2 separate regions of the Dromaius novaehollandiae genome follow, and region 1 is linked to region 2. A link is a contact called in public Hi-C data. All regions are on one chromosome and are shown on one strand. The core of a region is the stretch at or near the end of the contact, and the rest is flanking DNA. Distances in the headings are between cores, read along the strand shown. Region 1 has its middle 12 kb from the start of RBBP7. Region 2 overlaps REPS2 (RALBP1 associated Eps domain containing 2).

Evidence for each region. Hi-C and Micro-C count contacts between places; a contact is called where the count stands out from the background.
Region 1: a Hi-C map of brain shows a contact between it and region 2, with 4 times the contacts expected there. The contact joins two enhancer-like sites. A contact is called at or near these places in 3 of 4 Hi-C or Micro-C datasets (brain, liver and ovary).

Annotation. Positions count from the first base shown.
Region 1 is chr1:135,840,182-135,842,881 of bDroNov1.hap1, forward strand. No RefSeq gene overlaps it. Among named protein-coding and RNA genes, the nearest start is that of RBBP7, 12 kb to the right of the region's middle. Within about 2 kb of position 1,275, at least 1 of the 2 cell types and tissues checked has open chromatin away from gene starts, as enhancers often do.
Region 2 is chr1:135,733,182-135,735,881 of bDroNov1.hap1, forward strand. REPS2 (RALBP1 associated Eps domain containing 2) reads right to left here. Exons shown (of 17, transcript XM_064499653.1): 14 at 2,582-2,646. Among named protein-coding and RNA genes, the nearest start is that of REPS2, 84 kb to the right of the region's middle. Within about 2 kb of position 1,435, at least 2 of the 2 cell types and tissues checked have open chromatin away from gene starts, as enhancers often do.

The DNA of each region.
Region 1 (2,700 bases), core at 25-2,524, 110 kb after region 2:
AGCTGTCCTTCTTTCAAAAAAACAGATAAAAGAAACAAAATAGTATATGTCTACATTAGCAAGTAATGTCATAGAAAAGGAGTGGATCTCTAGAGCAAAGCAATTCATTTTGAGCTTTGCCCCATGCTAAACATTTGGGGTTTTTTTGGTTTTTTTTTTTTACATTAGACTATCTCTAGTCTGCTTCTGTATGACTAACCATCATTGGCAGTTGGAGCATATTTCCAATTTAGTTTCATCCAAAAGGAATCCAGTTCATGTGCTCTGAGACCACCCTGCGCTGTAAACCAAAGTGCGGGAAGTGGGGACAATCAGAAGGTTTGCTGGAAAGTACACTCCTGATCCAAACTAAAATGTAAATTTTAAGCCTAGAAGACTAATACCAGGATACTAAAGCAACTTTTTGTGAGGTCACCTAAATAACAAATAAAAGTTATCTGCAAAGTCATCTACCTTTTTTTTTCCTCCTACTTGCTTGTTTTGCCTGTGAAGAGATCCCCCATAAGCATTCACAAAGATACTTTGTCTCTCTTTCAAATTTGTTCCTTATATATAATTTATGCTATCAGGGAAGTTGCAACCATGGTGAAAACTACTTATTTTGCTCACCAATAACTGTCTCCTTGGACAGCCTCATCTTCCTGTATCCAACTGTTTTCTCCTCTAAGAATAAGTTTATAGAGAGATCTCTAAGAGAGACCTCTTAAGAATAAATCTAAGAATAAGACAGAACTTCAGGTCAACAGCTGACTTCTTCCTATGGTGTTTGCAGAGTGCTGACAGAATCAGATTCTGATCTGATTCTGATCTGGTTGTGGTATGGATGTAATTGTAACACATAATTAATAGTAAAGCCATCCTGACATCCAGTTAACTACATCTCAGTCAATGCTCCAAAAAAGAAACCAGGTTATTCACAACCTTCCTTAATCTCACATGCAAACTTTTTAAAAAGTGAGATATAGCCAAAAAAGACTTCTCATGCAGAAATATGTTACCATGTAGTCTGTACTTGCCTCCTTAAATCTCAGCAAGAAACAGATTCTGCATAAAAAAAGAGAGTACAGATGCCCTGTTCACAGTTTTCATTGCTCTCCTGTCCTCACAATGCACTTCACAGCAGAAATTAAGGAAGGCAAAACACAAAATAGTAAGTCCAAATGCTAGCATTCTGAGCAGGCAGCGAGAAACTTGAGGTAGGATTAGAATTCAGCAGTTCTGATTCCCTGAATTATTTTGGCCAAGTCACTTAGGCCCTTCTCACATTACATTTCCAGCTGTATGGAGAAATAGTTCAAATATGTAAGCTTAGATTTTTCGAAAGCCCCCTGTGTTAGGGATTTCCTCAACTGATGCTCAATCTCAGACACCTTTTAAAGAGGTTCTCTGCAGCATCTCAAATTTCAAGGTGCTTTTAAAAGTCAGGCTTTATTTAATTTGACCCAGTTGTGCTGCCTTCTGGCAAAGCCATCATTTTGCTAAAACTTTTTTCCTTTAAGGAGACCCTTTAGATAATATTTAAATGTATGTCAAATAAGGCCTTGACAGTATCCCATGATACTGGGAGTCCCTGTACTCATATTTAGCTCAGTTGTCTCTCACTGAAGTCCTACCTATATACCGCAATTTACTCCCATGCCAGCAAATGAAATCACATGAATGGAGTTTTCACCTGCTTTCTCAGTTTCCTCATCTGCAGAAGAAAAAGAAGTGGCAGAGAGATAACAATACTTGCTGGCTGTTCAGTGGACTCAACACTCCAGCTATTGCATTGAACCAGCAACGAAGTGCTAATGCTACTGATTTGCATGATGCCTATGGTGCAGTTTCACAGTCAGTATAAAGTAATCTTTCAGCAACAGGGCTTTGATTTCTATGACCATAGGACCCTGTTTGAAGATCAACAACTGATTTGGAGAGATGGGATCCAGCTCACTAAATGGGGCACATGCATCTTTGCCAACAGGCTGGCCAACCTGACAAGGAGGGCTTAAACTAGGAAAGATGGGGGAAGGGGAGAGTTACAGAGACCATGAAGTCAGCAAAACAGGGCTCAAGTGAGGACACCTCCAGCAATTGCATGCATCTAAGGAAGTACCTACAAGACAACACTATGGAGAATCCTCTTGCACCCCCTCCTGGGAAATCAGCATGCTCAAATACCTCTCTGAAGTACCTGTACACAAATGTACACAGCATGGGGAATAAACAGGAAGAATGAGAGATCTGTGTGCAGTCGCAAGGCTATGATCTCATTGCAATTACAGAGACACGGTAAGATAGCTCGCATGAGTGGAATGCTGCCATGGATGGCTACATGCTTTTTAGGAAGGACAGGCCAGGAAGGTGAGGTGGGGGAGTTGCCCTTTATGTGAGAGAGCAACTCGAATGTATTGAGCTCTGCCTAGGGGTGGATGATGAGCAGATGGAGATCCTATGGGTAAGGATTAAAGGGCAGACTAACATGGGTGACGCTGCTGTGGGTGTTTGCTGCAGGCCATCTGATCAGGAACAGGAAGTAGATGAGGCCTTCTACAGACAGCTGGAAGTAGCCTCATGATCACAGGCCCTGGTTCTCATGGGGGGCTTTAACCACCCTGGTATCTGCTGGAGGAAATACACAGCAAGGCACAAGCAATCCAGGAGGTTCCTGGAGAGCACTGTTGATAACTTCCTGACACAAGTGATGGAGGAGCCAAC
Region 2 (2,700 bases), core at 185-2,684:
GTTTGGCACACTATGAACAACCAGTGTTTCAGTAACTTGTTGAGCTTGATTACCTTGGAGGGTTTGACAGGAAAAATAATGTTTTCCTTAAGGTTGAAACAAATGTTACTAAAAACAACAGCAACCAAGGACTAAAGTAAAGAAGCCATTTCTATCTTCCTTATGATTAAGCTCACAGAAGGACTTCTGCTTTATTGAAATGTAATACCTATCCCTTGGTACCTCTATGCACTTTGGTCTTTACATCCAATGAGCTCTTTAATCTCACACTAAAGAGCCCACCGGTCCAAGCTGGTTCTCAGCCATCCACAAAAAACTGTAGTCTTCAGAAGAAATGATTTCCCTTTCCCCCTCCATCAACTGATTTTCAAAGCAGAGCCAAAATAATCACACCGCAAGCATACTTACATGGTGCACAGTCACCTGAAATATGTGGGGATCACTTCATTTCCAGGCTATATTTATCATTCACAGTACTTAACTGCAGACATACAGTAAAATGTTAAGGTAATAAAAGAGATTTTCAATAACGTTGTTGAAAAGAAGTTAAAACAGAAATTTAAGAAGAGCTTGGTAAATCCTGAAACAGGAAAAAGCTGAATATGTCATTTCAGCATCATGGCTTTTCTTCAGTTCTTGATCCTGTCTCTGTTTTAAAAGCAGATCCCTCTCTCCAATTTCTTCATGCTCTTTAAATCAAGGGCCCCATTGGACTAATGTAATCCATATGCTTACTACTCCTTACATGCCATTCATAAAGTCAGCTAAGCTGAATTATGGCCCCATCACACACACACCCCTATTGCTGATTACCTTTATCACAGAAAGACACATTTGAAGACAAAACAAACAGAATGTGACAAAGGTGAAGTTTAAATGGCTTCAAGAAACGTTTTGATACACATTTTTGTTAGAAGTCAGGACAACAATATTTTGAGAGATATTTGATTAAATAACTTTAAAAATCATCAGAATTAAATTGAGTAAATATAAGCAATACATGAAAGCAAACTATCAGCTACATATTCAATACTGACTAGACACAGAAGTCATTCCTCTTTTCAGAAAACACACTTTTATATTGGAGGGGAGTGTATCAGGAATTTCACACAAGGATCTTGTGTTTATAATTTTAAAAAGGTCCTGTACTCTATGTGGCGCAGTGTAGGATAAGCAGTTGGTTCCGTATTTATGTGGTAAGGAAGCTGCTGGACATGAACATATAAATTAAAAGCTCTCCTCACTACCCTGGTGAAGAAATGAACAATTAGCAAACAAGAACAATTAGCAAAATCTTGCTTGAAAACAACGTTCTTATCCCTAAGAATGGGGATTTGCCATATTTATTGTTTCTCTAGAAGGCAGTAACAGGGCTTGCAAAACATGGAGACAGAGTGGCTGTGACAGCTGGTATAAATTACAGCAGAGGCAGAAGGGCTGGTGCAGGTTTTGTCGGTAGCTGCTGGCAGGCAGAACGGATAGGAGGCAGGAAGCAGCGGCGCGGGATCAGAGGAAGGCCACAGGGAAACACTGCTCTTCCGAGAACATTAGACAAAGCAAAAACTGGATGGGTGCACTAAGTAGCAAAGCGAATGCCATCCTGACTCAAGTGAAGCACACACTTTCAAACCAGAATGCTCTACAGTCCTCAAGGCAAAAAGCTAGCTACACTCAGACACAGATAAGGAGCGTTGGGGGTAAAAAGAGAACAATTAGATTTTTTTTGTGCAGCTGTGGGTGGCCACAAGCCTTTTAATAATTCTGTCATAAGCAATGGGCAACAAGAGAGGTTAACATTAGACTCTTAGAGTAGATCCAAAACTCAAGTGATGACTGCTTCTGGCCCAATAAAGGTGCCTCACCAAGTTTTTGTGTATAATGGGCTGTTAGCTTCCCTGTGGACTTGTCCTCCATTTACATCTCACCCTAAGGGAATAATATATACAGTGTACTGCTGCCTAACACTTAACAGAGCCAACAGCATCAAAAGTACAAGACATTGATCCTCCATCATTTCCTAAAATACAAAGAAGTATCTGCATACAGATATTCAAAATTATGTTTATTTGCATTGTGCTATGGCAGTGCAATGGTCTAAACAACAAAAAAAGCGTGCCACCAATGGCTTGAAACTTAATAACACAACTGACATGAATTCACTTCCTTTCAGTGTGACTTTTCACACCCATGGGTGAAATAAACTCTTACATGCTGTGGCTCCCTTAATAGACGCCCTCTGAACATTTGAAGCTTGAGAAACCAAAAGCTGGTATCAAGCCCATGCCTTCCAGGCATCAAACTATTATCAGACTAGCCTTAGTGGCCTTTAATTTATTATTTTGTCTAGTGGGTGCATGTCGGCTTCACTACAAAGAGATTTAATTAGTCGGTAATTTGACATTGCAACACACTGACTAGACCAATGGAAAGGGACATGTATGGACCTGCCGAGCAAACTGCACACGTGCATTAACTTGGAAATGAGAACAGCTAAGATGTCCAAGCTAACTTGTTTTAACCACCACAATAGTAATACAAATATGGAGTAATACACAAAAAAGTGCTAAAACTTTGTTCATACCTGAGTTACAGAAGGTCGAGGGGGCAATGCAGGTGGTGGTGGTGGCAGCCAGCCAGACCTCGCAGCTAAACAGTGAGAGAAAATAAATTAAAAAAATAAATAAATAAACCAACCCACTT